Linked DNA regions of Mus musculus: regions 1, 3 and 4 are each linked to region 2. Evidence: chromatin contacts called from public Hi-C and HiChIP or PLAC-seq data. All regions are on one chromosome and are shown on one strand. Each heading gives the region's core, a stretch centred on a gene start, on an enhancer-like site or on the middle of the called end of the contact. The rest is flanking DNA. Distances are from core to core; before and after follow the strand shown. Region 1 has its middle 190 kb from the start of Gm39601. Region 2 holds the start of 8430419K02Rik (a long non-coding RNA gene). Region 3 has its middle 17 kb from the start of Gm39601. Region 4 has its middle 94 kb from the start of Gm39601.

Region 1 (5,897 bases), core at 356-2,855, 550 kb after region 2:
GAGACCAGAACTGGCCAAATCTGTGCAGTTTCTGTCACAAAATGCTGTGGATGGTGGGAATTTTCTCAGTGAGTGTGAGAAAGAAGTAATATAATGACCATAACATTGCTATAATTATATTCATAGAGGGTGTCTTAGTCAGGATTTCTATTCCCTCACAAACATCATGACCAAGAAGCAAGCTGGGGAGGAAAGGGTTTATTCAGCTTACACTTTCCACATTGCTGTTGATCACCAAAGGATGCAGGACTGGAACTCAAGCAGGTCAGAAAGCATGAGCTGATGCAGAGGCCATGGAGGGATGTTCTTTACTGGCTTGCTTCCCCTGGCTTGCTCAGCCTGCTCTCTTATAGAACCAAGACTACCAGCCCAGAGATGGCACCACCCACAAGGGGCCTTTCCCCCTTGATCACTAATTGAGAAAATGCCTTACAGTTGGATCTCATGGAGGTATTTCCCCAACTGAAGCTCCTTTCTCTGTGATAACTCCAGCCTGTGTCAAGTTGACACAAAAGTAGCCAGTACAGAGGGGTAACAACAGTCCATTAGTAACAGTAGTAAACATGGCCTCTCTTCTGCACCAGGCTTTACTTTCACAGGGCAACAAAAATCCCTGTAGGAAACCTGACCTTATTCCACTGTATAATAGAAGAAGTAGAGAATCAGAGAGATGAATTAACTTGTCCAACGACACAGTTAGGCCCATTCTGTTGCTTCAGACCCAAGTCATATTTCCCTCTTTCATTTTCTTTGGCTCTGTAGGTCAGCTGCTGCAGGCTTTTGCCCAAATATTCAACCCTAAATGTTCTGTAATTCACAGCCAGAAAAGATTTTGACACTTTTGTGATGTGAATGCTGAGAGTCAACCACATTTCCTAACCACTGTGTTACTTGAGTGATAAACAAGGAAGTAAGCAGACAATAAAGGAGGGGAGGAGAAGCAGCAGCAGAAAGAAGAGGACCAGGGAGAGGAGGAGAAGCAGAAGGAGATAGTGGTGCTGGTATTCATTCACTTATATTTAGAGAGTGCCCACCACAAGCTGGTCACTTTTCAAGACACTGAGAATAGGGGTGAAATGGGGTTTTCTGACCCTCACAGAATATCTCATCCTGCTAGCTGCTATCCTTGGCTGTCCCTAATTGCACCACAAAAAAAGCCATTTCCGCCTCTGCAAAGGGCATTCAGACCCCATAGACCCGAGGAGAGAGGCAGGTCACCTTGTAATCGGTTCATACAAAAAGATGTGCAGAGACTGGGTTTTATAGGACTTAGAAAATTATCCCCCAGCGGCTGTCTGAGAGAACTCTCTCAGCCGTCTCCCCCATTGGTGAGAGGGATGAGCAGGGAAGTGAAGAAAACAGATGGCAAACTCCAGAATGCCATGGCTGAAAGACACATGCTCCGAAGGTGGGCGGCTCTGCCAGACCTCAGCTTAATATGGACCACGTGTGGAATCCAAGGGCTGCGTTGAGATGGTACGTTTGCATCCAGTCACCACAAATGGTTATTTCCTTTTAAAGGGCTTTTGCAATGCTGCCCGCTCCTCCTCCCGGGGCAGACTCCTTGCTGCCAAGCCTATTTTTATGGTTTGTCTCCAAAACAAGTGCAAAATAGTGTTGGCTTTAGTGGAATCCTCCCTCTGGCCTCCGAACGCCATCTGCAAGCTGAGGGGAACAGTAAACAGAACAGGTTAAGTCACTCATTACTAATATTTTCCTTAAGCTCTGAAACTTTTTAAACAAACAACAACAACAATTGTCTCATAATAACCTTCCAGAGGTTAACCGCCAGCAGGTGGTCCGGCTCAGCTGACATGCAACCCAGACAGCTGTTTGATTATAAACTGTGGGTTCTTATGGCGATCTGGGGAAAACTTCTTGCCGAAAAGGGGTCTTCTCTTAAAAATCCCTAATGAAACAACACATAAATGTCAAAATGACAAAAATAAGGAAGTGTGTCATAGACTAAGCATTTTAATGTCCTTCCTGGCTTCCTCCAGAGTGTACTCTGGACCTAGCCACATTTAATGGAACGGATTCCGAAAGAGGCGGTACACAGCATGAATTTTTATGACCCAAATAAAACTTGAAGAGAAGTCACTTTCTCTGCCGCAGTCAGTGTCCACAGCAGATGTGTGGGAGGCTCAGGTTTCAAATCAGCCACCCAAGCCAACATTTTACCTGGACCCTGAGGCATACAGAGTAAATGCCCGGATGTAAAGAAACCCAGAGATATGTAGCATTATCCTGTCTGTCCCCGAGCCATTAAAACATGGCGTGGATTCCCCCTGGGATGCCTTTGCAGAACTAGTGAAAATTCTGAGAGTTGATAAAATAAGTGGAGAATGGGGGATGAAAAGTCTCTAATCAAAACCTTACATTAACACCACATAGCCCCACAGAGTGATGGCTGCGGCTGTGTTCTTCCCTGAATGCTGAAGTTAGACAAAAGAAAATCACTCCCTAAGTCAGTATTTACTTACTGGTGTATTATATCACCATCAAGAACATTTCAGAAAGTTCATAAAACAAAATAAAAAAAAATTGAACCTTTTTATATGGAAATCAAATGCTAACATACAAAAGGCATGGGACTCCCAAGTAAAAAGTTACAATGGCAGTCCCCTGTGTTTGAAATAGTATTAAGGAATAAAAATTTAAAGGCAAAAGAGAATTTCACATATCCTAGTTTAGTTATGGTAACTTAGTATGGAAGTGAGATTGCAGAATACGAAAAAGACAGTTTGGGGGCTGGTCCATGTTTGATGGGATCTTCGGATCCATCCATACAGGCAAGAATTAGCATCCCAGGCAAACCCCAAAGACAGGATGGGCAGAGAAGAAAAAGAAAGCCTCCACACTCCTGTTGGTGTCACAGAAAAACCAGAGCTGAGCAGCAAAGTAACTACAGATTCTTTTCAGAGAAGAAAAATTATTGCAATAGATCAAAGGAGGCCTCCAAAAAGAATCAAGCAGAAATGGATGGCCCAGAAGTGGGATGGAGGGAGGGGCTACAGATGAAGAATAACAAAGAAGAGACATCACAGGTGAGCCATACTCCAGGAGTCTTGATAAGTCAGGCCAAGGTGATAAGACCTAAGGGGAGCTGGGGCCATGAGGAACTTAATCAGACACTAAAGACAATCAGGTATAGAGGAGTTTGGCCAAACAAAATTAGCAGAATTTTTGCAAGGCCTGACAAACACAGAGGTGCTATGAACCCCATGCCCAGCTGGGAGAAGGTAAATAAGGGCTTAACTAAATGGTGGTTCAAGAGAGGATCTGTCACTGTTTTGAAGAAAGAGGGTGGCAGGGTCATTAAAGCAGCAAGCACTACTTAATTCTGATAAAAAAAAAACTGAGTCTAGTCAAGATCCTTTGAGGGATTTTATGTAATGCAGACCTGCACCGTGGACTGTGCCATTTCTTATTAAGGGGATGGTCGTTGGAGTTTAATAGGAAAGATTTCCCACTGGTCATATTTTGGACTCTTGATCCCAAGCCTTGATGGTGGTGCTAGGTTGGGAAAGGCGAAAAACTTTAAAAGATGGGATCTAGCTGAAGAAAATAAATCTCTAGGGGTGTTTGTGTGCCTTTGGAGGTTGTGTCCTCTGTCTCTGCACCTCTCTCTTCACTCTTCCTTCTCTCCTCCTCTCTGCCACCTCCTCCCTCCCCATAGCCCTCTGGGGACTAAGACACAGCCTGACTGCAAGCACATGCTATAAAATACTCATCAAGCACATGGCATGGAACCTCCCTCTTGCTCTGAAGCCTGAAAGAAGGGACCACGCCCCGCCCCCCATGGACGCTTGAACTCTCCTAAGAGCCTCTGCCATGCTGCCTTTCCATGACATTAAAAACTTTCCTAATAAATCTCTTACCTAAAAAGGACAATCCGCCTCAGTGTGTCCCTCTTGAGCTCCAGACCAAATGTATCTGAACACACACACACACACACACACACACACACACATGCACGCACACACTCATCAAGCCAGAAATGGCAGTATACTTACACACACACAAGTTCACCAACTTGGGAGGCTAAGACAGGAGAATCACAAGTTTGAAGCCAGGCTAGGCTACAAGGTGAGGATATGCCTTGTGGGGGAGGGGCAGAGAAACCAGACACTAATTGATGATTTCTACTCAGATCACAGGCTTTCAGATTGCAGCCCAGGGCAGGGCCACCACCTCACTGCTCCTGCACAGTAAGCTTGGGTACAGCACGGAGTGCCTCCTCACCACAGGTATTTAATATTCCAACTGCAGACTTGATTGGCTGCGAAGGAGACTGGGCCCACTCCCAACACATGCACACACCAAACCCGAGATCCACAGCAATCGGGTTCATCTCAGTTGTCACACCTCATCTTTTTTACTGAGTCTTTCTTTCTACTTGAAATATTCCTGTGAGAAGCTTCCCACCACCTGGTTGTCTACCTGTTCTGTGTTCTGCACCTACAGGAAGGAAAACCGGGACATGCGCTAGACTCTCTCTACTGCCTAGCTTTTATTGTGAGCTGGCTCCTTTCTAATCTCACCACTATAAGGTATTACAGGGCATATGGTTTCGATATGGATTTCTGTTTTGATAATTGTTTTTTATATTATTATGAATATTTTATATCCATTGCATTTAATTCTTCTCAGTGCTTCAATCCCTGCTGCCAGCTTTCTAAGTAGATCCCCCGAGTCCTTCTGAGACATTTACCTATGATTGAGAGCTTGGTTGAAGGACTCCTCTACTCACTGTGCACTTTTCTTTCCGCAGACATAGAAATTCTATTCTAAGAAGCTGTGTTCCCTTGGTAGGAAATGGGTTTTCGTAAATAATAATATTATTTGTTAATTTTATTATAAATAATATTATAATTTATAATAATAACATATAAATGAAAAATCAATAAAATTTAAAATAAAATAAATATGATTATAGTTGATTATTAATGTCGTATTTTTACATCCTTTTGAAATTAAAATTTTAAAGCATAACTTTTTTATAGAAAATGGTAAGTATGAATTTACATGTATTCTTCTAATTTAAATATCTTTGGAACTAGGTGGTTTTCTCTTTATCTTATGGATGTTTGATTATCATTCTTCCTTTAAAAGAAGCTTTTTTTCATATGTGTGTACCTCTGTGTGTGCATGCCTCTACTTGAGGAGGCCAGAAGGGGATATCTAATCACTCCCAGCTGGGCTTAACAGGTGTTTGTGGGATGCTTTGCTTGTTAATGGATGTCTAGCTTGTTAATGGGTGCTTGGATCTGACTCTTGTCCTCATGATTTTGAAACTAGTTCTCATAGCCACTAAGCGATCTCTCCTGCCCATTTATTTCTATTTCTAATCAAGTCAGAGTAAATACTTCTTTGAATTATCCTTTTCACACATAGGGATAGACCTTATATACGTGTATAAAATGTCTCCATGAAACCTGCTATTGTATACAGTATAAATATACACCAGCTTAAAAATAAAACCTGTTATAAAACTAGACTACTATTTTTGATGTAATGACATGTTGATATGACTATTTCAAAACAAATTGTTGAAGTGTTGTTTTTGCTGCTAAGGGATATTTACAACAAACATCACAATCCTCACTCAGTCTCTGAACCACACCCCAGATGTGGCAAGGGATGAGGCTCAGAAAGGAGGTGTGTCCATTGTATACATTACGCATTTTATTAGGAGGGAAGATCATCCACAAACTCAAAGTCACCCTGAACGGAGCAATAATTAAAGACATGACTGTTAACCATCTAGCATCTGGGTTCTCATAGGTATAAGACTGGGAGTTTGAAGTCACTTCCTAACTAAGGGATGGGAATCAATGAGAGTGAAGGAAAATGATCAGAGCTTGTGACTAGGAAAGGGAGACAGAGCAGGCATC
Region 2 (5,816 bases), core at 91-2,590:
CTGCGTCTACCCTTGATGGTATGGTTTGCCAAAGGGCCAGGGGGTGCTGGGTAGCACAGAAGAGACCAGGAAAAATGATGACTCAAACTGGGCGCCCCACACACAAACCCACACCTCCCTGCTTACGGTCCAAACACCCGTTGAGAACCTATATCACCAATTTCTGCTTTAACTGCCTTCCCAAGGGCCGAGGGCCTGTGGGATCCAAAGTGGGGGAAGTTTCTAGGACTTTTAAGGAAACTTGAAGGAGCTTCTGCCCAACACACTGTGACACTATTCTTCTCCATTCTACCGGAGTGCTATACACTCTGGAAGCTCACCCTCTTGCCCAGCCTGACTGTTCAAGGCAGCCTCCAGGGCCCAAGCTCTCACCGACATGCTCCCATGAGCGCCCTGGGATTCGGAAGCCGGGGCTCCGTCTGGAAAAGTCCTGTGAAAGCATTCTGGCAACTACAAACCACTCTGAGGGGTTCCAATTGACGGAGCCCAGAGTGAGCCGAAGAAGTCTTTGAATATGCTTTTGCGCTAACTCATGGACACCCAGGCTACCGAGACAGTTAATTCTTCTTAACTTTGACTTTCAGATGGCGGAGGTGGGGATGGGGGCAAGCATAGGACTCTTCTGCAGACCCCGAGTACCTCGGAGTAGTGTGGGATCACAACTGAGACCCACCCGCCCACGTACCAGCTCCAGCCCCAGCCCCAGCCCCGATGTCGTGCAGAGGGAAACTAAAGGGAGTCTGAGACGCGGCTGGAGCTGGGTGAGCCGGCCGCGGCGGTCTCATTAGAGACATCTCAAAACTCCTCTCAGCCCACCCCCAACACCCCCCTCCCGCCTACACAGGGGGAGCTGAAAGCATCACTGAAGGCTCGGAATTCCAGCGTAAAAGAGCAGTTTTCCCCTTTCACAACGTTCGGACTTTGTCCCTGGAGTTACTCAGTATGCGCTTCTGCCCGGAATGCGATCCCCATACCCAGATCCATCTTCTCTAGGCCCGCTAGGACCCGGCACCCCAACTGCTGTCCTTGTCGTTTGGTCTCCCCAGGGCTCCACCTAGCACGCCTCTCCCCGCGGTAAAACTCGTGGGCCGGGTTCCCCGAGAGGAGACAGCCTCCAAAGGAACTCCTAATACCATCCATACAGCTTTAATGCGCTTATAATTCGATAAGTGATTTCAATTTGAAATTGTTAGTAACTAATTTTATGGGTAATTTTTCCACATCAAATATTTAAGCATCAGATTAAGGGCGCCAGTTCCGACGCATGATCATAAGGGGGTTTCTTCCCCCCCCCTCCCCCCCGCCCCCTCAAAACACACTGCCGCGCTCCGCCTCCCTCCGGTCTCCTACTGCGTCGTTTTTCCAAATCCCCAAAAGGTGGCAGTAGAAGACGACTTTCCTCTTTTCCTGCGGCTCAAAAGAAAGGACAGGGGTGAGGGGCTGGGGGGGGGGGGGAGCGGCGGGGGGAGGGGTGGGGCGAGAAGAGGGCCAGGAGGGACTGGACGGTGCCAGGACTTTGCAAGCTGAGCCTTTAACACGTTTCCACCACCGCGCTAGCGAGAGCAGTGGCGAATTTCCTGGAGACGTCTCGGGCCACGGCGGCGCGCCCGGCGGCCCTGGGGTCGGGGTGCGGGCGACTCGGCACATTTGCACTCAACCCTCAGCCTCGTACAAAAGCGGGAGACGCAGAGAGGGACCCACCGGCTTCTTTCCATTTCTTTGTAGTTTAATATTGTCAATACTGTACAACCAACCTTGGCTCCTCGAGGCCGGGCTCTTCGAACACATAAGTCGGGGGGGGGGGCTGTTAATGGGGGGGAACTGGGGAGGGTGGAGGGAAACTAGGGGCGCAGCGGATGAATTGCAGACCAGTTGCCAAACTTTTTCCCCCTGCTGCCGCTGCTGCGGCTGCCGTGGCTGCAGCCTTTGCTTTGAATGTGTGTAACTAGGAAACAGCAAGCCGTCTGAGAAGACGGAATTTCCAACGTGTAAAATGTTCTTAACGGAACCATTGAGCGAGTGCAATAAGGCGTGAGGGGGAACTAATCTTCCCATTTAAATGTTTGTGGCAATTTTATCTAAATGAATTTTAATGCTAAACGAGGGTAATTCCCCATTTGTAGCGCGTTTGCTTCTTTCCTGTGCTTCTAAAGCAGTCGAACATCGTGCAATGAACAATAACAATAAAAATACTTCCAAGGCATATTATTCATTTTGAATGTGTTATAATTACATTTGATTAAATATGATCGGGTAACATTTTTAAATTTTTTGTAAAAGAAACTTAGTCATACTAGTCTCATTCAGCCAGCGGACTCCCCCCACCCCCCCACCCCCACCCCCAAAAAAGAAGCCTGTATAATTGTGTGCCCTGTTTAGGGGAGGGCGTTTTGTTTTTGTCCTTTAAGAAACATCAAAACCACTCTCCACACCTCTATTATTTTCCTCCTTCCGATAAGTGTCGTCAATAACCTCAAAGCTGGCTCTGAAATTTACAAGAGGAAAAGCTAAAACAGAATTAAACGGGAGGGTGTCAGGGGCAGGAACAGAGAGACCTGAGGAGCAAGGCTCGCACAATCCTCACTCCGAGGGGGGAAACCATGGCACAAAAGCTTGCTTTATTTTTTTCTAATTCCTAGACATTAATGATCATGATTCTTTTTAATCTCCACATTCCCCAGCCCCCCTTTGCTTGCGCTCACTCTTCCCCTCCACCCCCAGCCTCTCCCCCTGTTCTTTTCACCACCCTCTCCTTTCCCCCTCCTCCCCCCTCCCCGGCTTTCTCCCCACCCCGCCCCCTCCTACCCCAACTAGGCTAGAGCCTCCAGGATAATAAAGGCTGACTCACCGGGCTTGTACTGGGGAGGCAGAAGTAAAAGGACGGTTAGTTTATAAAGTTTATTATTATTTTTAAAAGTAAATAAATGGTTGTTAACTGCAACTAACCACCCATCAAAGAAAATGATTTCACTAATATGGACTCTTATGCAGTCGTAGAATTGTCTCGGGGCCAAAATAGGAAAGTTAAACAGTCCCATCTTTGGGGGGGCGAGCAGGGCGAGGTGGGCAACAGCTCTGAGACCAGGCTGCAACCTCTCTCACGTTCTCTCTCTCTCTCTCTCTCTCTCTCTCTCTCTCTCTCTCTCTCTCTCTCTCTCTCTCTCTCTCTCTCTCTCTCTCTCTCTCTCTCTCTCTCTCTCTCTTCTCCCTCCCTCCCCCACCCCCTCTCTCTTCTGCACACCCACGTGTCAGAAACAAGGCCCCATAAACAAAAGGTGAGAGTGCACACCTCTGCTCCTGCAGGTGAGGCAGTGACTCACCATTACCATTACTGAGTAGAGCCAACCCACAGCTGGTTTCTCTTTCCAAATAGAAAACAGGATTGCTGTGGGCAGTTTATAAGGTGACAAGGGTCTGAATGTCAGGCTAGAGTTTAAGGCTTCTGACTCATCCTTTGTTCCCAAAGCAACCAAAAGGCTGTTTTCTTAAAAAATTAATTTGCCTTCATTAAAATATTTGGATATTTCCCTTAGCTTTATGAAGCACTTTTTAGAGCAGCGATTTTATTTAAGTGAAATTATAAGCTATTGCAGCTTAAACATGTTATTTTGAACCATTTAGCTGGCTGCCATGCAGAAATTCTGTACAGCTGTTCTGGAAAATTGGTTAATAACCAGTTTTATCCAATGAGAACATAGAGCATATTTATAAAAATTAGATTTTGAAGTCTGGTCTCTTCAATTTTATATAGTTAATTTCTTAATAAACATGTACTGCTGGCCCTAGATAACATCCCTGGCAAAAGGCTGACTGTGGGCTTCAGCTCTGTCACAGCAGGATTTTACTGATCATGTAGGCGACTAATACTGAATGAAGTCTGAGGCTACAGCTAGCTTAGTGACTTTAACCCTTAATTTTGTTGGTATTACCAATTCGTTAAGTCATCTTAATCCAGTAGTTATTGTTAAATAATTTACTCAGTGGTTACAATTTTCAAATACATATGGCCCAGGGAGCTAATTGTTTGTTATCATTAAAAATGCTGTACTAATCATTAAAAGTTTGAGGGACACATCTTGTAAGCAGTAAAGTCAGAATGACAAAAAATAACCTTTTCATTCTGGAGTCTGACGTCATGACTGCACTCAATGACTGAAGCTGGACCTGGAGTTTGCATACTTTTAAATGCTAAGATAGGACACAGTGTGCCATGACTGTTATTAATAATTAGCTCCTTGTTTTCTTGATAGAAAAAGGCTATTGACAAGCATTTTTTATCCACAACAAAAAGTATAATTAGCGTACCCCACTCAGTTAACCTTATATGCATGCCACCTTGCACTAATCTGCTACTTTCACAAAAAAAAAAACAAAATAAATGCAATAATACAGTTCATCTTTCCAGTCCTTTTTGCACAAAATTTATTTACAATGTCTACATAAATGCTCCAAGGTGGGACTATGGAAAAATACACACATGACCAATGCTTTGCTGAGAAACAAAGTCAACATATTAAAAAATAAATCTTCAGTCTATGTTTTTTGAGCTGCATAAAACAGGAAGTGATGTATAAGGTGATGGTTGTTGTTGCATGGGGACGATGATGCTTGATGTGACAGTTAGGCTTCTAAACACACACGGCCTTTGGGTTTCCATGCCTCCTCCTACCAGTCTCCTTAAGACACTGCCTGCAACAGCTGATTAATCATTGTTGGTGACTGCAGTTTTTCCCATCCTTCCCGATTTACATCTGTTCAGGCCAATTCAAATATGGTGAGTAAATGAATTAGACATGCAAATTCAAGCCCCAGGCTAGAAAGAGGGAGAGGGAGGAGAAGAGAGAGAGAGAGAGAGAGAGAGAGAGAGAGAGAGAGAGAGAGAGAGAGAGAGAGAGCGCACGCACATGGCTGAAATCCTAGGCAAGAAGAAAGATTCTTCTGCCTGATAGTTATTTTAATGCTCTAAAAATCCTGCAAATCAGACCTTCCTGTCCCTTGCAGGATAACTGTAAGGCTTTTTAATGTAAGGAGGCTTCTGGAGGAAGTGAACAGCTATGGAAACAACACACATAGTGTGGAAAAATTTCACATTTTTTTTAAAAAATCTATAAGAAACAACGTAATATGGATAACAGTATAATAGCATTTACAATATTTCACTCTTTGTTCTTTTAATGTCTTATATAGTTATTTTTGCATGTCCCCCGAGTTGACTTCGGATGGTTCTCCTGCATTTTAAGAGTCCCTATGAAGAACTAGGGATGCTCCTTGGTCCAAAGTAGATGTCAAGAATGGAACTCCATAGTCCTTGCAGGAAAAGACCTGATTCGAGATCAGTCACCATTGTAGACAACGCATATTCCCTTAAGCTACTGAGCGTGAATGTCCATGACTTGTGCACTCATTGTCGGGTCTCCTGTGTTAAGAACCGAGGGGCTTGAGGCTGACATTGGCATTCCAGGGTGGGGCTGTCCTCCATGCATCATCACTGCGGGGTGGTGAGGGTGTCCAGGAATGTACGTATGCATGGGGGGCCCATGACGCAGCTGAGCAGGATGGGGGGGCATCTGGGCTTGGGTATAACTCGGCTGTCCCATACTCACACCCATTGGGCCACCCCGGGCTACATACTCCCCTGGCATACTTTGCAGCCCTGTAGAAATTCAAAAGAAAGAAACAAAAAAAAAAAAACAAAAAATTACAGAAAGGCAACAGTGTGGTTCTGACTATGGCAATCCTATGAAAGCCAGGGAACATTGTGATGAAGGAAGGGACTGGGGCCTTGTGAGACATTATTTTGATTCATGTGGAAGAAG
Region 3 (5,618 bases), core at 1,992-4,491, 720 kb after region 2:
TGCTATCTTTTTAAAATTCAGGACCACCTGTGGCCTGGGAGGTGAGTCCACTCTCTTTAAACATCAATCAAGAAATTGTATCACAGGCTTGCCCATGGCCAATCTGGTGAGGTCATTTTCTCAACTGAGGTCCCCTCTCTCAATGCCTCTAACTTGTACCAAGTTACCATTAAACCAAAAAAACAAAACAAAACAAAACAAAACAAAAACAAACAAACAAACAAAAACCCTAGCCCACATACCCCTTGCCAGTAACATACCGCTTCCAACAAAGCCATAGTGCCTAATCCTTCCCAAACAGTTCCACCAATAGGGGATAGAGCCTGGAGGTTGGGACACTCTCCTTTAAACCATCATAGTAGGTAAGGGTCTAAACCCTCAAGGAATCAAAGCAGCTGCCTTACTGTGTGGACCTTGCTGAGATGAAGAGGAAGAGACCAGTGAATTCCCCAGGAGGGTTACTCGGAAAAGGGATTCTTAAGAGTCAGCCTAAAAGTCAGCCAAAAAGTCAGCCACAGCAATGTAAACAAAGGGAAGTCTTGTGCATGCATCAGGGCTATAGACAAAAACAAAAACAAAAACAAAAACAAAACGGGGAAGCGGGCATAACAACCACAAGGCACACAGGCTGACACACTCACTCTCCCTCCCTCTCACTTCCTCCTTTTCATTCTCCTTTCTCTCTCTCTCTCTCTCTCTCTCTCTCTCTCTCTCTCTCTCTCTGTGTGTGTGTGTGTGTGTGTGTGTGTGTGTGTGTGTGTGTAAAATGTGCAGGCACACACATTTTTCTGTCTGTTTCGATGCGTGATATCAACTGAGTAATGGTGCCTTTCACAAGCAGACGGAAATAAGGGGACTTTAAAAGATAGAATTTTATTGTTCTACCACATATCTTAAAACTGATGGAAGCCTCAGAGGAGAGAGAAACAAAGCCAGCTCTCAGAGGCTTTCTGTCAACTCCTTCAGAAAATTGCCGGCATCCCAGGCAACACTTAGAAAAGTATTAACATTTGAGCAACACTGGTTTACTTGTTCATATGCATCCCCATAGAGTTTCGCACGGCATCCACAGAAGCTTCAAAGGCTCCACAGTGAGATCCATCAGGATGTGGGGAGCTCGGAGACAGACACAGCTCCAGTGTTTGGAGACATAAGGCTGGCTCGCTGGCTCTCGGGCATCTGGTAAAGCCAGCCTGACAGTGTTGCGATTTCAGGCTGTTTAATGAATTCTGATAACACCACATCGCAGGTGCTTCGGGAAGTATGTTAATTTAAGATCACATCTTCCCAATCCCCACAGGTTTCATTCCAACCTAATAAATGAAATAATCTCCTTGCAAGTGCCCTGCTTACCTAATTAGGCATAGGACAAAGCAATGGCATTTGGATCACCTTGGTGCCACTGGCCACCTTCAGAAGCATAACTGTGACCTGGCCGTGGGCTCCTGCCCCAGGCTTCTTTCACGCACAGGTCAAAGACAAACAAATATGAGGCCACAGGCCCCTTTCCCCACCCACACCACTATTTCCCCCCTTTCTCAATTTCTGGTCTTGCCTTTATAAATGCTATAATGCCAGAACCTGTGAAACCTTACTTGGATTAATTAAACTAAAACTTAGGTCTAATTTCCTGCCAATTCACTAAATAATCATGAGATTCAGGTTATTTTTAACCAAATGGGAGTTTCTCCCCACTGAAGAAGAGCTAAAAGGAAGGCTGTGATTGTATCCAAGGCAGTGAAATCAGACCTAGACAGCAGGCATTATGCCTTCCCTCCCTCTGCTATGCACTGACCTTCGGAAGCTAGCCTCGCCTCGATGCCCCAGTCTTCTTCCCCTCCAACACTGCCCCTCACTCCTTCATAGCTGAGTTCAAACATTAGCCCCTCAGCAAGGCTCTCCTGACCACCTAGGCCATAGAGCCACTCGAGCTGAGAACTGGCACCTATACCTCCCTGCACAAAATGACTGTAATTCCTAACTTATAGGAGAGGTGTAGACCAACGTGCCAGAGCACGGTAACCAAAGCTGACCTTCGGATATACCTGGGTGGATTTAAAGTCACCATCTGAGCCTGATATCCTAATTCATTTACTTTGTAATGAATTCTAGATCACAATGGAGACCTCTGGTGCTGAGTCAGGTAGACTCAGTGGCAGTCATCTAATGGGGTGGCCCATTTGCAATATCTACAAAATCAAAGGGGTCATTTCATTCCCCTCTTTACCACTAGATTAAGGGAAAGGTATTTTATTTTTAAAATTTTTAGACTGAGGAAAAGGGCTTAGATTTTTTTTTTAATTTAATTTTGTTCTTAAGTTTATATATCCTATTTTTTGGTTTAGCATTTCTTCTGCATGTGTATATATACATGCATGCATGCTTGGTGCCCTCAAAGGTCACTGGAGTTATGGGTGACTGTGAATCACTCACCATAAGAGTGATGGGAATTGAACCCAGGTCTTTGGTAAGAGCAACAAGTACGCCTAACCACTGAGCTATCTCTCTGGCTCCCCAGGGCCAGAATCCCTGAAGGAATGAATTTCTATAGATTCCAAACTCCTAACCTGGCTCCCCTGCACCAGAAAGTGTCCTCTGGCCTCTAGCAGGGAGTCGGGGGGGGGGGGGGGGGAGTATTTTTCCTTTGCCCCAATGGGAAACCACTAGACTGAAGAAATTGAAACAATGTTTAGAGAGTCAACCTCTGGCCCTCAGAAGCATGGGAAGGAGGTGATGTGGAGAGAAGAAAATGCTTGAGCTAAAGACGTTCTGGGTAATGCTACTTTCTGTCAACTGTCATTTCCCACTGGGTCCAAGCAAAATCAATGAGGACTCACATAGAAAATCACCTCTGCCAAGCAGGGCCCCAGAGGGACTGCCCTTTGAGGACAGGTTCAGAGCAGCCAGACACAACAGGAGCCCAGTCTTGAACTGGCCTCAGATCAACTCTGAGTCCACAGAATTTACAGTACTATTGCTGCTGCGATTGGTCTAATTCTCAGCGGGTATAGAACAGGCTTGGTATGGGACTGGTCTAGCCTCAAGCTTCTGAACTCAGTTGGCTTCTTTTATTTTCCATTTTCTGAGCTTGGCTTTGAACAAAACCTCCCCGGGGAAACCCAGAAAGCACCGCCAAGTTTCTCCGTCCCCTGCTTGAAGTAATCAAACCCCCAGCGTACGCCCCAACTCAGCCAACGCTGGCTTCGCTGCCAACCCCAGCCTTGCTAAAAAATTCATAAACCACAGAACAGCTGGGCCACATTCTGCTTTCAGAGCAAAGCGTCCACTATCAGGTTTTCATCTGGCACTACTGAGAACTAAGTGTTTATTCTTGACAGAGACTTGAAAGAGGAAACCTCGCCGCCTGTCTACTCGGAGTCACACGAGGACAGGTTTGATGGGAATCCCATACATATTCCAATGAGATGAAAGATATTATTCATTCCTAAGATGTCTTCAGAGACTCCATTAATGGAGAAATTCCAAGTGACAGAACCAAAAACAGGTCCCCTAATATCTACATAGAGTCATATTAGAGTGGGTGGGGGATGGGATGCGCAAGAACACGCCTCCCCAAGATCAGTTTCCTTCCTTTCCAGAACAGAAGATAAGAGATGGCTGTGAGGAATGGGGGGATCAAGGGGTCCCCAGGAAAACAGATGGGGGCAGTTAAGAGCTCCTTGCCTTAGCGGGAGGGATTTCACCAGGAAGTTTCTGTATTTGAACAATTGCTATGGAGACGTGTCCACTCAAGGATTTCCTCAATTGTGACAGTCTTGGTAAAGGAAACCTAGTTATTATGCCCTCAGTAGTCTATGCCTGGATAAGCTGTAGTTGAAATAAGCACTTTAAATAAACCTCTGTACTTTCTCCAAAGACTACATCCTAAGGGAAAAAAGACAAAGAAGCCAAAACTCTGAAATCTTGAGTCCAGTCCAATAAGAATCGCAAATCAAGATTCTCAAGAGTCAGGGAATGAACCTGGTTTTGTCGTATAAGGGTCTGTTGTGCTGGCACTGCTGGTAGGTGATAGGCGTGTGCATGTGAGTGTACCATGAAAGGTCATTTCCTATCCCACCAATCAAAACTCCCCACTAGCCTATCTGCATGCGCAGCCATCGCACAATGATAATTTCTGCTCATGCTAGTGATCATGAAGTGTGATGGTGAGCAGCTGTCCTGCAGGGCCCTTCATAGCCGCAGCAGTGTTCTGGCCTTGCATTCTCAGCTTTTATAACAAATTGTCCAGCAATAATAAAAAGTGACTCTAAGTTCCCTTTAATTCTATTTTCCTTGCATACTAACTGAGGTGTCCAAGTCAAGTATGAAAAGAGAGAACAGGAATGAGTATGGGAAAGGAAGAGGAGGGGCAGGGAATATTGTAGCCTAGGAATAATCCATGCTCCCGATTTAGATGAACCGACCCTGGATAAAGTTAGTTAAGTATAGATCAGTTCTAGACCCTATCTTCACAGTTCTAGTAACTCGAATAAACTCATTATTCATTTTCATGGCCTGCAAAATAGCTCTAATCAAAATGTACGGTGAAATAGAAAAGGTGCAAGCTTAAAAAGAACTAGTCTGAATGCAGAAGGTAATGATTTACACTGGTAAAATGGCTTTCGTCTTTCAAAACAAACATGCCAGGGCTCTGGAAACACCCTTGGGAGATAGAGTGAGATGAGATATCAGAAGCCAGGAGAAAGGTACACTTCCCTCAAACTACATAGATGGTTTGAGATAGACTCAGAGATAGGACCCACGGAGACTTTCATCACTCTGGGCAAGTTCTTGTATTAATTAGACTGCTTGCCCTATGGCCAGAGATAAAGACAGCAGCTGAGCACCCACTGAAGAATCCACAGTACACCCCACAAGCAGGCAACAGCATTCCCTAGCTTACCACTGGTTTTGCTGGTTGCTCTCTGCTTCTTACCATTCTTACCTCATTTATTTGTGAAGCAACCCCAGGTCTTCCAACCCAGGCTCCTCCCCATTCTAACTCTTAGTTTTTACCTTCTGTGGCACTTGTCAGATCTCTCGAATAGCTGTCATGAAATTTAATTTGCATTCTGAATTCCTACTTACTGTGAGTCCTCTGCATATGGGCTAAGCACTGACCAGGACAGGCACAGGTAGATGTGAGCATCAGCTTCTTCCAGCATCAAGCCACCTTATTCTGACCTTACTTCCTTCTCCATCCCTATGGCTTGGGGTATCAAACGTACCTCCCTGTGGGAAGAAGGCATATAAGCACACCAGTTCATGAGAGTCTGAAGCCTGATGGAAGGAGAAAACAGAAGGCCATTTTCTAATGAGACTGACAGTGGAGGTGGAGATCCCAGCCTGGAGATGCAGAAACGATACATCTGGCTCAAGGTTGAGTCTAGAATGCGGAAAATAGGTCAACATCACAAGCAAGTCCAGGTCCTGCTGAAAAGACATGTTAAACCCTGGACTTTCAGTGCAGCTTTTTATCTGCTCTAGTTGGTTAGAATTGGGTTCAGTGTAGTCAGCTTATTCCTTATACTTAAGTCTTTCAGGGATAACTACTTAAGGCTACAGAACTTTCTTTGAACTGAGTATACATTTAAAGTTTGTTTCTACAAATCAGTTAG
Region 4 (5,437 bases), core at 902-3,401, 650 kb after region 2:
CATTAAACTAGCAGTGTCTTGCATTGCTTGCATTGCATTACAAAGTCATAGAAGACCACACTGATTGAATTGGCTCCCTCTGCACTGTCTCTTCTTGGCTGGTACCATTGGCCCTTCTGAGCTCGCATTTCCACCCTATCTACTAATTCTCAGAGGTGGAATTGCCTTCCCTATTGCAGACACCAGAGTTAACATGACAGTGGCATCACAGCATCTAAGTGGATCTTCTCATTTAAGAGTCCCTGGTCACTTCTAATAGCCACATTCTCAACAGCTTCCCAGTACTTGATCCAATTGTTCGCCACTTCCTTCATGAAACCAGCTCTGTCCCTGTCATAGTAACACAATACTTAATTTTCTGGTCCCTCTTCTAGCTGCATATTCTTCTCCCAAGCCCTAAAAGTATGAATTATTAGAATTCTGAAGCACGACCTTTGATTCCTTTTCCTGTGTCCTCTCATTAATGCCATCTGCTTCCCTTCTTTTTCTCCAGAAAAGTTCTTCTAAATCTTATGCCTCCAGTTCCACAGAGATTCTAGTGGATTCTATTAGAGTATTCTGTAGACACCTCAACTCAAGACCTTTAAATGTTATCTCTCTCCTTCTCCTCACTCTTCCCTCTTCACATTTAGATCAGGATCCCCTGCTCTCATGCTCAACAACCCAGTCATGCCAAATCCCAAGAATAGCAATTCGTGAGTCCCTCACCACCTTTTTTTTTCTTGTTTGTCCCTCCCTCATCTGCACCCACACTACCCTCACACAAAATGTAACAGCCTCCTAACTGCTCTCTGGTCCTTATAGGTCCCAAGTTCCCCACTGACAAATTGAATGGCTAACAACCTCAATCTAAATCACAGGTTAGCTTGGAATTCTGAAACCTACAGCCATGCAGAAGCTGTTAGAGGATTGTAGATAATATCAAAAATTTGAATTCTTCTATTTGCTGTTGTAAGACCCTCTACATTTGGTCCACAAAGGATAGCTTAGGCATACCAACCGCAGTATGACAAATCAAGGTGTGCACAGTGTTGGGACTCGCAGGTGCACTGGCCCAACACTCAGGATCCCATTAGGACACCTTGATAATCCTTCCTGACACTGAGTGGGCAAAGACAAAGCTCAGAGTCCTGCATGTGGCAGCTCTGGATTTGCACAAAACTGAGAAATAGCCCTTAAAATGCCTCCCAGTCATATTGCTATGACTCCATAAGGAGCAGAAGAGACTTCTGTTGTCCTGCCTGGGATTGCAATGCAATTCAGTAAATGACAAAGCCACAATATGGTATGCAATTGAAATGAGTTGAAAACTTGTTTATACAAAGAATTCATTCAGATCCGAAATAGCTCCAGATTACATTTTAAAATGTGTTTCCCTGTGATTTCCTAGAAGGCTAGGCCCCTTACTGACTCGTCTTTGTATTGTATTTTTTAATGACAATGCTCAAAAGTTCTTATCATGAGCATGAACGAATGAGTTAATATAAAAAGAGGCCTGAACTGACTGACCAACAAGAAGTCTCTAAAAATTAAATCAATTGCCCAAATCTCTCTAAGCTACTATTTCAAGTAGACTTTCCCCAAATAAGAAGCAGAGAGCCCATAGGTAGGAAATAAGGGCAAACATTTGCATCCTCAACCAGACTGTATTTCCTCACATGCAAATCAGTGGAGCCAACCAGCGTGGAATTTGACGAAAGTCTTTCTGCAACGGCAAAGGAAAAATATTTGGCTTCTTGGGCACCAAAACAAACTTAAACTGGAGCTGGAAAGGAGAAGTGCAAAGCAGAGAAGCTTACACTGTACACCTACAAAATGGACTCCCACAGAGAGATACTCGTCCACACAGCCTATGTGACCTGCTTCCTGGGCTTTTCATTCACTATCTCACTGACCAGTAAGAAGGCAGGAAAGTGTTTAACTTGTGCTGTAAGCAGGCATGCCTGTGCCCACTATTCACAAAGCCACTTAGCTTGAGGCTCTGTATTCCTACCACATGGAAACTACGCATGTATACACACACACACACACACACACACACACACACACACACACACACTATTTAAACCAGAGCTGGCTCTTCTACTGAGAACCTCTTCCCTGAGACAGACATCAATAGAGCAAGGACATTGTCTCCGCCCTGCGCCTGTTACCAGGGCTCCCTCTTTTCAATACTGGCCACCTCCGGGCTCTGAGAAACATTTCTCTCTGCTCCCCTCTTTGTCCCACTGCACCAGAAACAAGGACCAGCAAAAGAACAGTCATTATTTGTACTTGGCAAGGGAGGCAGCAGTGAGAGCTAGAAGGGGGTGGGTATGTAAATGTCAGGGTGAGGCTGTGAATAAAGGCAGGACAGGAAGCATCACGCAGTGAATCAAGAGAGGGGAGTCTCAATGACAGGGACAAGTCATTGATATCAAGAAAAAACAAAGGGGACGCATGCATTACACCTATAAATAATAAATAAATAAATAAATAAATAAATCCTCCAGTTCAAATGCTGCTTCACCTAGCTTACAGACCAAAGTCCACAGAGATTGCAGAATTGAATGTCCACAGCTCAAGTTCTGACTCTGCCCCATGCCATTTAGTATTTATACAAATTAAGTTCTTATTCAAACTGTGCCTTGTTTTCCTCATCAATAAAGTAGTGAGGATGATCAACATTAATAGAGCCATGGTGCAATAAAGTAGTGAGGATGATCAACATTCATAGAGCCATGGTGAGGCTCAAAGGAGCTGATGTTTAGGATGCAGAGAGAGAGGACAGTGTCTGGCATGCTGAGTGCAAAAGCTGCTATAGTCCGATGATGGTCTCCTATGAGGCACTTCCAAAGGGCTGGAAAGATAGATGGACCAACGGTTAAGAGTACTAGCCACTCTTATAGAGGACCCAGGTTCAATTTTCAGTACTCACATGGTGGTTGACAACCATCTGTAACTCCAATGTAAAGAGATCCAATACTGAATTAAATTCTGGCCTCCATAAGAAACAGGCATGCATGTGGTGCACAGGCATACATTAAAAAAAAAATTTTTTTTTTAGTAACTTTAAGACTCCTGACTTCCTTGTCTTCTTTAGAAAAACAGGAGCAGCCAAGCCAGCCACTCTAGCTTTTCTATTACCTCCATCCAAAATGAGTAATTTTCCTTTTTGCCTTACAACCTGAAAAGGACAGCTGCCTCCACAAAGGGTGGGGGCGGCCTTGGGAGCTCTTCCAGTTGCCTGATGCAGCAGAGGCAACACCAACTCTCTTCAACAACTGTTACTACAAACACAGCAAACATGGCCTGGCCTCTATATCTGTATCATATCAGGTCCTGCCTTGGGGCTTATCAAAACTCCGATGACTGGCAGTGTAGCTCATTGGTAGAATAGTTGCTTACAATGTTCTCCAGAATAATAGAGGAAGAAGGAGAGGAGGGGGAACAGGAATGGGAGGAGGAGGGGGGAGGGGGAGGAGGAGGAAGAGAAGGAGGAGGAGGAGGAGGAGGAGGGGAGGAGGAAGGGGAAGAAGGGGAAGAAGAAGGGGAAGAAGGGGAAGAAGAAGAAGAAGAAGAAGAAGAAGAAGAAGAAGAAGAAGAAGAAGAAGAAGAAGAAGGAGAAGGAGAAGGAGAAGGAGAAGGAGAAGGAGAAGGAGAAGGAGAAGGAGAAGGAGAAGGAGAAGGAGAAGGAGAAGGAGAAGGAGAAGGAGAAGGAGAAGGAGAAGGAGAAGGAGAAGGAGAAGAAGGAGAAGAAGAAACAGCTAAGAAAGAAAGAAAGCCTTGTTTTTGAAGAGCATTGTGTATGGCTGGGAAAGTCTAGGAAACCAGAAGTTTTCTCAAGTTCTCCTGAGTTATCTGGGAATCGGGGGAGGGATTTGAATAGGGAAAACTATTCAGAGAGCATTCAACATCCTGTGGCCTCTGCTACCATGCTATCTCACATGCTTAGGAACTCAGCACTAAGTGCATGAGAGAGCTGACATCTTTCAGGAAGCTAGCCCTGGTCCCCTAATGCTGTCCCTAGTGCTGAGTATAAACTAACATGCCCAACAGGTCCTGAGATGATGGTTCAGATGACAGGATTGAGGCTATCACAAGCAAGCTTCCACCAAGCTCCAACCCCTCGTGACTTGCTTCCTAGACTCATAGACTACAAAGACCTCAGTATTAAAGGTAGGATGAGACAGTGGCATTTGATCAGAGTGCAGTAACTCCCCCCCCCCCCAAATGGTGTGGCATTTCATTCCCAAAACAATCCTTGATAAGATAGCCATTTCACAGCATAGTGAGAACAGGTGGTAAGAAACTGGAACTAGGGTCTCATTGCAGTTCTAGCACCTACAGACACACACACACACACACACACACACACACACAAACAGGCGCTCGGACACATTCTCTCATGTGTCCTGGGTTTTGTATCACAGATCACTTTAGTGATCTGCGTGTAAAATGTCCCACAAAGTCTTGTGTTTTACTAGTTGGCTCCCTCCTGATAACACTGTTTTAGGGGGCTGTGGAGTTTTTAGGAAGCAGAGCCGAGCTGAGGGCTATGGGTCACTAAGGAAGGAATAGTCTTTTAGGTTAGCCCAGCATCACTTCCAGCTGATCATATTCTTTGCCTCTTGAGTCAGAGTCACATTAGGAAGCCAAAGTACAAGTTCTCACAGCCCACTGGCCTCCCTGCCTTCCCACCATGATGGGCTGTATCCCTTAAGTTATGAACCAGAACAAACTCTTCCTTTATCAGTTATGTGGTCATAAGGACAAGAGACATAACCAATGCAACTGCCATCTCTGCTGAGCTTGAAAACTATAGGCAGTTTCTCCATGAGAGCTTTCTTTCTTCTTAGTGTCATCAGATCACATGGATTCGAGTGTGTGCATGCCTTGTGCGCCAGGTGTGTGAATAATGTGCGTGCTGCATAAAGTGTATCCAAACTGCCATAACTAGGTTCCTGAAATAAATGGACATCACTTTGCATTCAAGGAGTCATTCAGCACAATTCAAGAATTCTACTCAAGAATGACTCAAAGGAACCATTTCCCCAACAACAGAATCCTCTTCACTTTGTAAATGATTAGCTACTTTGGCAGTTGGAAAGCCAGGAAGCAATTGTTCCTGGGAAAGATCCTTTGCCCTGTCTGCTCGGTTAAGTGCATTTCTCAGCTCTGTTATTTTATCTCACTCCACTCAGGATTCTGACTCTGACTCCAAATAGCAAGATAATTCACCTTTTGTTTCAATTTTAGAATGCCAGTATATTTCCAGGACTTTGGAGGAGGGGTGAGTAACTGCAGGGGGTAAGTATAAAAAGAAAAATCTCAGAGAAAGAGAGAAAAGGAGAGAGAGAGAGAGAAAGAGAGAGAGAGAGATATCAAATAAAGTTAAGGAAGGATGGGGAACCAACCAAGAAAAGAATAAAACTAAGAAGGTAAGAGAGGAAAGGAG

The links. Hi-C and Micro-C count contacts between places; a contact is called where the count stands out from the background. HiChIP or PLAC-seq counts read pairs in DNA pulled down with a chosen protein or histone mark.
Region 1: a Hi-C map of uterus shows a contact between it and region 2, with 11 times the contacts expected there. The contact joins the enhancer-like site here to the promoter of 8430419K02Rik in region 2. A contact is called at or near these places in 13 of 484 Hi-C or Micro-C datasets (cranial neural crest, embryonic fibroblasts, embryonic stem cells and 5 more), 1 of 115 datasets of contacts at active chromatin or transcription factors (craniofacial prominence) and 1 of 9 other capture datasets (embryonic tail).
Region 3: a contact with region 2 is called in a Hi-C map of myocytes, with 3 times the contacts expected there. The contact joins the enhancer-like site here to the promoter of 8430419K02Rik in region 2. A contact is called at or near these places in 22 of 484 Hi-C or Micro-C datasets (the HPC-7 cell line, cerebellum, embryonic stem cells and 4 more), 12 of 115 datasets of contacts at active chromatin or transcription factors (craniofacial prominence, embryonic forebrain, embryonic hindbrain and 4 more) and 1 of 9 other capture datasets (embryonic stem cells).
Region 4: a contact with region 2 is called in an H3K4me3 HiChIP or PLAC-seq map of neural tube, with 6 times the contacts expected there. The contact joins the enhancer-like site here to the promoter of 8430419K02Rik in region 2. A contact is called at or near these places in 1 of 15 datasets of contacts at CTCF or cohesin (stem cell-derived epiblast-like cells), 36 of 484 Hi-C or Micro-C datasets (adipose-derived mesenchymal stem cells, astrocytes, cardiomyocytes and 14 more), 16 of 115 datasets of contacts at active chromatin or transcription factors (astrocytes, craniofacial prominence, differentiating embryonic stem cells and 10 more) and 1 of 9 other capture datasets (embryonic stem cells).

Annotation. Positions count from the first base shown.
Region 1 is chr11:19,422,551-19,428,447 of GRCm38.p6, forward strand. No RefSeq gene overlaps it. Among named protein-coding and RNA genes, the nearest start is that of Gm39601, 190 kb to the right of the region's middle. Within about 2 kb of position 1,606, at least 41 of the 459 cell types and tissues checked have an H3K27ac peak or open chromatin away from gene starts, as enhancers often do. A contact at or near this core is called in embryonic tail, myocytes, nephron progenitors and 2 more, where this site is marked.
Region 2 is chr11:18,876,270-18,882,085 of GRCm38.p6, forward strand. It overlaps 8430419K02Rik (a long non-coding RNA gene), which reads right to left and starts at 1,341. Exons shown (of 4, transcript XR_003949854.1): 1 at 1-1,341. Meis1 (Meis homeobox 1) reads right to left here. Exons shown (of 12, transcript NM_010789.3): 12 at 4,159-5,653. The coding sequence ends at 5,370.
Region 3 is chr11:19,598,545-19,604,162 of GRCm38.p6, forward strand. No RefSeq gene overlaps it. Among named protein-coding and RNA genes, the nearest start is that of Gm39601, 17 kb to the right of the region's middle. Within about 2 kb of position 3,242, at least 18 of the 459 cell types and tissues checked have an H3K27ac peak or open chromatin away from gene starts, as enhancers often do. A contact at or near this core is called in myocytes, where this site is marked.
Region 4 is chr11:19,522,075-19,527,511 of GRCm38.p6, forward strand. No RefSeq gene overlaps it. Among named protein-coding and RNA genes, the nearest start is that of Gm39601, 94 kb to the right of the region's middle. Within about 2 kb of position 2,152, at least 35 of the 459 cell types and tissues checked have an H3K27ac peak or open chromatin away from gene starts, as enhancers often do. A contact at or near this core is called in embryonic basal ganglia, neural progenitor cells, neural tube and 2 more, where this site is marked.